2 separate regions of the Macaca mulatta genome follow, and region 1 is linked to region 2. A link is a contact called in public Hi-C data. All regions are on one chromosome and are shown on one strand. The core of a region is the stretch at or near the end of the contact, and the rest is flanking DNA. Distances in the headings are between cores, read along the strand shown.

Evidence for each region. Hi-C and Micro-C count contacts between places; a contact is called where the count stands out from the background.
Region 1: a Hi-C map of sperm shows a contact between it and region 2, with 4 times the contacts expected there. The contact joins two enhancer-like sites. A contact is called at or near these places in 9 of 14 Hi-C or Micro-C datasets (CD4 T cells, blood, fetal cortex germinal zone and 5 more).

What each region holds. Positions count from the first base shown.
Region 1 is chr14:126,589,859-126,595,757 of T2T-MMU8v2.0, reverse strand. The region is part of intron 7 of RPUSD4 (RNA pseudouridine synthase D4); the gene reads left to right. Among named protein-coding and RNA genes, the nearest start is that of RPUSD4, 18 kb to the left of the region's middle. Within about 2 kb of position 3,572, at least 3 of the 40 cell types and tissues checked have an H3K27ac peak or open chromatin away from gene starts, as enhancers often do.
Region 2 is chr14:126,338,065-126,343,318 of T2T-MMU8v2.0, reverse strand. No RefSeq gene overlaps it. Among named protein-coding and RNA genes, the nearest start is that of VSIG10L2, 12 kb to the left of the region's middle. Within about 2 kb of position 3,513, at least 3 of the 40 cell types and tissues checked have an H3K27ac peak or open chromatin away from gene starts, as enhancers often do.

The DNA of each region.
Region 1 (5,899 bases), core at 2,323-4,822, 250 kb before region 2:
TTAGGGTCCTTTCAGGCAAGAGGCCTTCGGATATTTCTGTTCACTTCCCTCCTGGCACCTGCTGTGGCACACTGGCATCTGCTGCCATCTTTGCGGGGGGAAGGGGATTTTGATTATACAGATGGGTGAAGTTCTTCTTTCCCAGGTATTTTCTTTTTTGCTTTTTTTTTTTTTTTTTGGAAATGAAGTCTCGCTCTTGTCCCCAGGCTGGAGTGCGGTGCGATGGTGGGATCTCAGCTCACTGCAACCTCTGCCCGCCCCAGGTTCAAGCAATTCTCCTGCTTCAGCCTCCCGAGTGGCTGGGATTACATGTGCCTGCCACCACACCTGGCTAATTTTTTGTATTTTTAGTAGAGATGGCGTTTCACCATGTTGGCCAGGCTAGTCTCAAACTCCTGACCTCAGGTGATCCGCCCGCCCTGGCCTCCTGAAGTGCTGGGGTTACAGGTGTGAGCCACCGTGCCCGGCCTTTCTTAGGTATTTTCACATGCTGTGAGGACACGGCCATGGTGACCTGTACTCAGTCAGATATACCCTAAAAGCTCAGCTGGCCCCTGCCTTCTCACCACCATCAATCTGTCCACACACATGCCCCTACCTCCTAGATGTATCTGTGCACCCCAAACCCACACATTGCTCATACGACTTCTCGAGGACTAACCACCCTCCACGCCTATTGGGCTGTTTGCCTACTCCCAGCTCACTCCATAAGATCTTCACCAGAGGGCTGCAGAGTACTTTGTCGGGAAACATAGGAGTGTGGAGACCAGCGAGGAGGCCGACACGGTCTTCTATGCAACGTGTGGCAGTGGCTTGCTCTAAGCTCTCACTCCCCATTCCCACTCCCAGCTGTAGACAACTGCTAATCTATTTTCCGGAAATAGAAAGATTATTTCCCTATAGATTTGCCTATTTTAGATGTCTTGTATAAACAGAATGATACAATATGTGCTTCTTTGCCACTGGCTTCTTTCAGTGTCATGTGTCCAAGGTTCCTTCACGTTGTAACATATGTCACTATTTCACTTCTTTTTTTGGTTGTTTTGGTTTTGAGACAGAGTCTCGCTCTGTGGCCCAGGCTTTATTGCAACCTCCGTCTCCTGGGTTCAAGTGATTCTCATGTCTCAGCTTCAGAAGTAGCTGGGATTACAGACATGTGGCATCACGCCTGGGTAATTTTTGTATTTTTAGTATAGACAGGGTTTTGCCATGTTGACCAGGCTGGTCTTGAATTCCTGGCCTCAAGTGATCCACCCACCTCGGCCTCCCAAAGTGCTGGGATTACAGGTGTGAGCCACAGCACCCGGCCAATATTTTACTTCTTTATATTGCTGAATAATATTTCATTGTATTGATATACCAAATTTTGTTTATCCATTCATCAGTTGTTGGTTGTTTCCACTTTTTGACAATTGTGAATCATGCTGCTTTGAACATTCATGTGTAAGCTTTTATGTGGATGTGTGTTTTAACTTTTCTTGGGTACCTACCTAGGAGTGGAATTGCTGGGTCATATGGCAACTCTGTTTCTAGAGCTGCCAGACTGTTTTCCAAAGGGGTTGCACCATTTTACATTCCCAGCAGCAATGTACGAGGGGTCTAGTTTCTTACCAGCACTTGTTGTTACTTGTCTTTCTGATTATAGCCATCCTAGTGGATGTGAAGTGGTTTCTCACTGTGGTTTTGATTTGCATTTCACTAGTGGCTAATGATACTGGGCATCTTTTCGTGTGTTTATTGACTATACAACTTAAAGAAATATCTATGCAAATCTTTTGCCCATTTTAAAATTCAGTTATTTGCTTTTATTATTAATTTGTAGGAGTTCTTTATGTATCCTGGATTCCACTTTTTTTTTTGGTTTTGTCTGTTTGTTTGTTTGAGACAGAGTTTCACTCTTGTTGCCTGGGCTAGAATGCAACGGCGTGATCTTGGCTCACTGCAACCACCACCTCTTGGGTTCAAGCGATTCTCCTGCCCCAGCCTCCCCAGTAGCTGGGTTTACAGGCGTGCACCACCATGTTCAGCCAATTTTTGTATTTTTAGTAGAGATGGGGTTTCGCCATGTTGGCCAGGCTGGTCTCGAACTCCTGACCTCAAGTGATCCACCTGTTTTGGCCTCCCAAAGTGCTGAGATTACAGGCATGAGCCACGGCGCCCGGCCTAGATACCACTGTCTTATTAGAGGTATTGTCTGCAAATATTTTTTCCATTTGTGTTGTCTTTTCATGTTCTTGATTATATCATTTGTAATAGGAAAGTTTTCAATTTTGATGTCATCCAATTTATTTTTCCTTTTGTTGCTTGTGCTTTTGGTGTCATATCTAAGAAACCATCACCTAATACAAAGTCTTGCAGATTTCCTTCTGGGTTTTTTTCTAAGGGTTTTCTAGATTTAGGTCTGTAATCCTAAATCATTTCTATGTGTGGTGTAAGGATGGTGTCCATTTTTGACTGGTTAGCCAGCCGTCCCAGCACCATTTGTTGAAGGCTGTTCTTTCCCAAGTGGAATTTTTTTGTAGGTTTTCATTTTTGATGGTTACACTGGGTCAAATATAGACAATTTCATAGAGTAAAATGTAGTTTTATTATTGTAGTAATATGAATGAAGTAAAATGCATTTTCTGATGTTGCCACCAGATGGCAGCAGTACTCCAGCTTTTATCCCTCTCCAGGCTAAGCTACTCCAAAAAAACGGGAGCAGGATTTAATCAAGTGTGAAGTATCCTGCACAAGAGCCTTACTGTCTTTCTCTAACCCCCGATAACCCTCGCCGTGGCTACTCCCGCGTTGTAAATCTCGACCCCCTACTTTTTTAACTTGCTTGACACTGGGTTTTCTCTTCTCTCATGGGGGGTGGAGTAGTAGGAGGTCATGGTTTGGGCTTTTTGAGTGAAGTTCAAATAGAATTTGATTCCTACACACTCAGTGGTAAGAGTGTTTGTTACATGTTCATTATAAAAATGTAGAAAATATAGTCAAGCTGTTCTCAACTACCCAAAAGCCTAATAGAAACAGGCATTTACCTACCACGTGAGTTCATTGTAGCTAAACGTCAAGCATTCTTAGCTCTTTGCTGATTTAGTTTTGGTTTAATGTAGTGAAAAGTTGCTATCTCTGTTGATCAGATGCACTGACTGATAGTTATGTACAATTTTGACTAAGTAAAATCGGGCAAATGGATGATTTCCCTGCATTATTTACTAAATAGTGGAGGGAAAGGAATCGTGGCAGCTTGGGCGCCTCTGCTACAGTGACGTGTTTTCGACACGCTAAGTGTGTGAGTGCCGGCCCGGCTGTTCCCTTCATCCTCTGCTGTTCTTGGGTGATGAACTTCCCCAGGGCAGGCCTCACCTCTGCCCTCCCTGCACGATCCTCCGCCGCTCCCACGGCCTGTCTGACATGGACTGAGGGGTCCTCAGACCCCTGAGGTCTCTGCACATCTCACCTGCTGTGCCTGTGGGCCTGTGAACCCCCGCGTCAGAGCCACCCGAGCACCCTCTTTCCCCAAGGCAAACTAACCAGACTGTCCCAGGGAGCCGTGAGGGGGACCGAGAAGAGGGCAGCCAAGACAGCCTCGCATGCAGGGAGCCCACCAAGGCCCAGCTCTGACCTGGAGCCGCGTCCTCTTTCAGCAGGCTGGGAGCGATTACCATCTGTCCGTCAGCAGCTTCAAGGAGCCGGTGATGACCTGGGCCATTCAGGGAGCCAGCCTGGGAGAAGGGGTTCCCGCTTTGATGTGCTCAGCGAGGTCAGGGAGCAAGCAGGGGGGAGGCCCACGGGGAGAGCGGCTGGTACTGTCTCCTCTCTCATCCAGGCTTCCAGGAAGACGCCAGCTTGTCCTCATCACCCCTTTCATCTCTCTGTTCTCTGGGGCCGGTTCTTGTCCTCTTGGGCCTCTCTGCCGCCCAGGTGGACAGCCTTGGGCCCCTCATCCCAAACCTCCAGCCTGTGTTCCGAGGAGCTTGTGGTGGCCAGACCCACCCACCCACTTTCTCTGCAGCTGGCTTTAAGGGGCGTGTGGTCATCACTTCATGCAGCGCCCGCTCTGAGGGTCAGGCGAGAATCTCCCCCTTGGAATCAGGGTCTCCCCATGCTGGGAGGGGCCTCTGGCTGTGGGCATCACCCCCACCGGGACGCTGGGATGCTCCAACTCCATTGCCAACAGACAGCTGCCAAGACTGGTCTCACTCACTCACAGCTGCCAGGGACTCGCCGGCCACTGAAGGTGCCACCTTTGTGGGAAAGAAGACAGAGGAGAAGAGAGGTTGGGAGACGGAAGGCGACAGGAGGACAGGGAGGGAGCAAGCCACTGTGCCCTGGGCTCTGTGCGGCCCTCCGAGCCTCTGTCTCACACCAGGGCCTCCTTCAAGCCATGCCTGAGAGGCTGCCAGCCCGTCCTGGCCCTGCCGGGGAGTCTGGCCTTTTTCCTGTCTAAAGTTACAGAATTTTCCAGAAGTACCTTTGGGTTTATTTTCTGGAGTTATAAGCCAGATTTCCCTTGTCACCCTACTTCTCCAGCCTAGGAAAGAAAATTCCACAAGAGGAAGCAAGAGGCGTAGAGGGCCTGTGATCACAGCTGAGACTCGCTCTTCCTTTCCCTACTCCCACGCGAAACCCCGAAACCCAGCACTCATGGTGATTTCTGTGTTCGCCCTTTGTTGCCTGTGTGGAGCCTGTTACATTTAAAAGCTCCCAGTAATAGCCTTGTGAGGGGTATACTGTTCTTCCTCGTTTCTGTTTCCATGTTACAGATGACGAACATGAAGCCCAGAGTGGCCCATTGATTTCCCGAGGTCACATCTGTGCACAGCAGAACTAGGTTTTGACCTGTGTCCGTCTAACTTGGGAGCCCCACGCTTAACCTGTGTCTCCAGTGAACCAGGTGCTGAGAGACCGAAAGAGAAGTCCCGACTCTCCTCTCTCCAGCCCTCCCAGATCCCAGGCAGGGATGAGCGAGTGTGCACTTGGAGCAGAAAGGCAGATCTCCTAATGGAAAGAAGGCAACTGGGTTCTTTTTTAATTCTGCCACTATCTAGCTGTGTCACCATCTTTCCAGACCTCATTGTCCTCACCTGTAAAATGGGCAGATGAGACAAAGTTGATTATCTCAGTCCTTAGATAAGACAATCTCTGAGATCCTTTCTAGTTTCAGGACCCTGAGGCTAGTTATGCCGAGATTACTTATTTAGGAGAAGACATAACATCCCTAATCCTTTACTGGAACCCACAAATTCAGCATCTCAGAGAAGGGCAGTGTAGAAACTCAATATTTGGATCCAGTTTAGAAATCCAGACTGTACTTGGAAGTGAAGCCTCCCAGAAGGGACCTGGACGTCGGGCCTTTTACTATCCTGCCCTGGGCCTTCCCGTCCTTTCTGGGGCCTGGCATCCTGCACGGTGCGTGGGCTGGGAGGGATGGGCCTGGTCATGCTGTGTTAGTTTGCTCGGGCTGCCGGAACGAAATATCACAGCCTGAGTGGCTTAAACAACAGAAATTCATTTGCTCATGGTTCTGAAGGCTGGAAGTCCAAGACCAAGGTGTTGGCAGGCTTGGTTTCTCTGGAGGCCTCTCTGTTGCCAATGGCCACCTGCTTTGTGTGCCCTCACACAGCTTCTCCTTGGTGTAGGCCTGTGACCTGATCACCCCTTCTTACATGGACACTGGTCAGAGTCAGTGATAGCACATCCTCCAGGCCCCATTTCAACTGAGTCACCCCCTTAAAGGCTTATCTCCAAGGGCCGTCACATTCTGAGGTTCCGGGGTTGAGTCTTCAATGTAGGAATTTGGGAGACACAGTCAGCACATAGCACATACCAGCCCGTGGCACGCGCCAGCCGCGGCGCGCGCCAGCCCGTAGCGCACACTGGCCCGTAGCACACACCGGCCCGTAGCACA
Region 2 (5,254 bases), core at 2,264-4,763:
ATACAACCACCAGTATTAAGCCCCTCCCAAGCACCCAGCATGGCACATAGATACACTGGATCAGTGTTAGCTCTTGCCCTCCTCCTTAAGTTGAATGAAAATCTGCTTCCCTGACACTTCTATCCTTGGGAAATTCTTTCACGGAAGTTTTGTAAAATTACTCAAATCCCACTTTCAAATGAAAGTCATTCACTATTTGAAACTGCGTGTGCAGCTTCTCTTCTCCACCTAAATAAATAATACTAGTTACCATTTGTGGTACACTTATATACACCAGGCATGTGTCAGCGGTTCCCCACAACCCCATGAGAAAGCATTGCTATTCATATTTTATGAATGGGCTCAAATTCTCCATTTTCTTCCCGTGACTTGATTTTCTGTGCCCCAGGTGGCTCCCCATCTTTGGACATTCTCTGGTTTGTCCCCGTCCACTCTGAGACTGTGGCTCACTCAGGGGCCTGTAGAACTGCTAAGTCCCCTCTTTTCTGACAAGAATGCTCGAAGTCTTGCTCAGTTATTTACTGAGCTTCTCGTGAATCCCCCCCAGCTAACATTTATCCTGTATCAGGGCATGTTTGCTACACCGCTCCCTTGGGGCCTCCCCTGGCTCCTGAGGACGACTGGGCACACCTGGCTCTTCTGAGAGGAAGCAGTGGCTCCCTGAGTCTGCCTGTGTCTTTGGACGAGGCAGTGGTGCGGCTGGAATAAGCACCAGGTGCCTGCAGCTGCCTCCTCTCCAGGACCCTCCGCTGTGCACGGGCAGCAGCTACACCAGACCGTGGGTACTTGGTAAGCTCAGGGACAGATGACGTTTGTCTTGCACCACATCCCTGTGCCTCTGAGCCAACCTACAGGCCTCTCCTTTTGTGCTGTGGGTTTTAAGCCAGCTCTCCGGCCTTGCGACCATTTTGAACCCTGATTCTAAAATCACAGGGCTTTGGCGCAGCGGCACGCGAAAGGACAGGGACAGCTGGGCTGGGGAGGGAAGCAGACGCTTCTGGAGCAAATGGCTTCTCCGCGTGTGCTGTCGGGCCAGCCCAGCCCTCCGGTACCCCAGCAGGAGACCAGTTGAGGGCTGCAGAGGAAATGGGTTAGAGGCTCCACAGGCAATGTGTCCCCGGCTGTGCTCACGGCTGAGGAAAGGAAGGAAGACAACAGGGACAGAGGACAGGCAGGGGCCACTGCCTAGTCACTTTATAAACTGATCCTTAGAGACCAGAGAGGAAATGAAGGAGGCCCTGGATGGAAGGGTTGGGAACAGGAGGTGAACGGATCAGGAGAGGAAGGAAGGGGAGGCAGACACAGGCCGAGGCTCAGGCAGTGACAGTCCTGGGAGAGCACCTGTTGGGGCCGTGGGGAAGGAGGCCTAGTTTCTGGCACCAGCTTTGCCTGGGAACTAACCCTCCTTCCATCTGCTTTCCATTCCGGGGGCCCTTTCTCAACCAACCCTATCTGGGCACATGGAGCAAAACACTCATGTTCTGTTTCCTGACTGGTTAAAAATATGATTGCAATGCCCATCCTGACACTGCTCAGGGCTGTTGTGAGAGCCACATGGTGGATTAGTAAGAGCGTATAAGCCGCTGTTCAGACATGTGAAGAAAGAGGAGAGCTGGAGTCACATCAGGGTTCGGATCTTGGCTCTGTTATCCACTAGCTGAGTGATGATGAACAAGTTGCTCACCCGCTTCAAGTCTTAGTTTTTCCTCCGTGAAATGGGACTAAATGTTTATTAGACAATATTAGAAGCCAGGCATGGTGGCTGTCACCTGTAATCCCAGCACTTTGGGAGGCTGAGGCAGGCAGATCCCTTGAAGTCAGAATTTCGAGACCAGCCTAGCCAATATGGTGAAACTCTCTCTCTCTACTAAAAATACAAAAATTAGCTGGGTGTGGTGGCGTGTTCCTGTAGTCCCAGCTACTCAGGAGGCTGAGCCATGAAAACCACTTGTACCCGGATGGTGGGGGTTGTAGTGAGCCAAGATCGTGCCACTGTACTCCAGCCTGGGCAACAGAAAAAGACTCAGTCTCAAAAAAAAAAAAAAAAAAAGTTAGAAAATTAATTTTGTTTTATGTGAGAATAGTTTTTTTGATTGTGTAAGACAATGTTTCTATTTTTTAATGAATACTAAAACATTCAGCAATGAGATGTCCCAATGTCTTTGGATTATCTTAAACTACCTCACAAAAATAGACCAGATGCTGCTTTCACCAGGCCTCTAGCCCTGCATTACCACGGGGATTCTTGGAGGGAAGAAGCTGTACCTGCTCGACATAGACGTTAACATCTTCCTAATTTCGTAAAAGTTGTGTGAGGTGTGCTGGGTGGTGGAAGGGGTGAGAAGGAGAAAGGAGAGTGCCTTTGGGGGCAGTTGGAACAGAGAGGAAGAGATTTTCCTGAGTTTGGGGATAGGTCAGAGGTCACTAGGTACCTGGGAGAAGAACAGTCTGGAGACAGCAGGCCAGGACCCCAGAGCGTACAGGACTGGAGAGCTATTGCTGACTGCACAGGCCCACAGAAGGCTTGGACAATGAGCAGGCCAACAACCACCACGATGGACCAGCAGTTAGAGGCCTTCCCCTGGTTTTGTTCCTCCTAAATTTCTTAGTCAATTTGTGAGGCTATACTAGAATACCTGAGACTGGGTAATTTATAAAGAACAGAAATTTGTTTTCTCACAGTTCTGGAGGCTGGGAAGTCCAAGACCAGGGCTCCAACAGGTTCGGTGTCTGCTGAGGGCTGATGGTGTCTTCCAAGATGGTGCCTCCAGAGGAGACGAAGGCCATGTCCCCACACAGTGGAAGGCAGCAGAGCAAAAAGGGATAAACTCCCTCTGTCAAGCCCTTTTATAAGGGCAGCTACTCTCATTCACAGGGGAGGAGCCCTCATGGCCTAACCACCTCTTGGAGACCCCATCTCTTAATACTGCCACATTGGCAACACTTGAATTTTGGGGACACATTAAAAACATAGCAAAAAGCCCCCAGGTGCTGGTGGGACACTGGAGAAAAGGCAGGAGCCCCAGGAATGAACTCAACTCTACTTGATTTTAGTGAAATAGAGAAATGGATATTTTTGTGCACCTAAGTTTGTAGAGTAAGAGTCACACCTTCTACACCACTACTATTATTGTTGTTAGCATTGTTGTTGTTGTTGCTTTTTCCTGGGCTGTGGCACTAGTTCTCAGTGCATTTGAGTGCCATCTGATATGAGCAGAGTGCTCAGGACAGCTGCAGCTCCTTCCCCCAGGAAACACTCCTAGCACTTCAGTTCCCAGGCTCTTCCTGGGTTCTGCCCCATCTGGCAATGGTGCTGCTACCAGGCTGGGAATGACAATATAGGGAGAGTTCTCTGTTGTTGAAGGTCTGGTTGGAGGGCTCTGGTAGGAGTCTGTCTGGACGCAGTACAGGGGATGCCCACTGGGCCGGCCGTAGCCTTCAAGGGTGGGCCAGACTTTTGAGGTCTGTCGGGGAAGCCAGGGCCCAGGGAAACTTCTAGTTGCTCTCTCCATCTTCAGGCTTGTCACCTCCCCTCCCAGTGCCCTCCACCCAACCTGGCTAGATGCTCCAAGTTCCCTGGCTGGGGAGCAGGAAGGAGTGGGGAGTTTCCATAATGTCTCTGTAGAGCTCCAGGGTGAGGCTTGGCAACTGGAAATTGTCAGCCGTCTCCTTGGTGACCATCAGCCAAATAATTCTGGGAATGGAGGAGGGAAGGGAGCTCTCAGCAGGGCGGCCAAGAGAGGCAGCCCTCACTTCCCAGAAAAGTTCAATTCCTCATTACCTATGTCAACTGGGGTTCAGTCAGGAGACAGAAACCACACACCAGTTAGTTTGAAAAGAGAATTCAGCATAAGGAACTGGTAATGAGGTATGAAGTTGTTAATTAGGTAAGGAGAGAAGAGTAAGGCTTCCTGGGAGTTGCAACTGCAGGAGCAGCTACCACTCCAGGGCTGGAGAACCCTAAGGAAGATTTTTAAAGGCGGGTTCCAGAGCCTGTGACCCAGACATCTGAGGAGGGGGCGCAACTCAGTGGGAGCTGGGGTCTCTGGGTGTGAAGGAAGGACTCCTGCACCCAGACCTCTGTGGAAGGGGCACCTGCCAGCTGGTGCTGGGGTCTCTCAGGTAGGGGTGCAGGGCTGGGGTGGGGGGGATGATGAAGCTGCAAGTGTTGGAAACACTGCAAACTGGACCAGGTGCTGCTCCAGGAAGGGCCTGCTGTTCCTGGGGTGAAGATGTGTTGCTGGGGTGCCCTAAAAGGGAACACACAGATGCAAACAGGAAGGAGCCTGTCCACACTTCCTGTCCCGTTTGCAGCCTCCCTCTAGTGATGGGCAAAGCAGAAATGGAGTTGGCAGGGTCCAAGCCCAACATTGCAAAACTGACTATAGAAGATACAGGTCCCGAGCTGAGAAATAAGAACCTTGTTACCGCGGTGCTGGAAGTTCTGGTCTTTCAGCCTTGTCATTAGTGGTAAGAGCAATGCTGAATGCATAGTGGGTGCTCACCCAATATCGTTGTCTGGTCACTGCCTCTGCTGATTCCTGGAAAGGCACCTGGGCAGGTAAGGAATGGGCCCATCCCTCCCCTTCTTGGCTTTATTCTGGCCTGTTTTGAAGTTACTGACATTCCCAGGCTCTGACAGCTGGAAAAATTTTTATAATGATAACGATGAAAACAACAGCAGCAAAGAAATATTATAAGTGGCCTAAGGAAAACTATAAAATTACTGGCATCAAATCGTACATTAAAAGTACAGGACAAGATAAATAGCCCCGTGGGGCAGAAATAGAACAAAGTTCAGAAATTTATCCCTGTGCGTATGGATTATAGGGTACAATAAAGGTGGTATTTCAAACCAGTGGATTCAACTATGGTTTCTTTAATAAATTGTATAGGCACAGTTGGCTCTATGTCTGAATGAAAAAAAAAAGGTTAAGATCTCTTCCTCATTAAATTATTAAAACGAAATTTCAGAGAGCTGAAAGTTTTAAATGTAACATTTAAAACAGTTTCATGAGCAAAAATATTAGGAGACTATATGATCTAGAGTTTGAAGAGATTTTTCTAAATAAAATAGAAAAATCCAGAAGCTACACAGGAAAGAGAGACATAAGATGCTTACATTTTAGAAAGATAAAATATACCACTGGGATCATGAGGTCGGGAGTTCAAGACCAGCCTGGCCAACATAGTGACCCCATCTCTACTAAAAATACAAAAATTAGCCAGGCATGGTGCCACATGCCTATAGTCC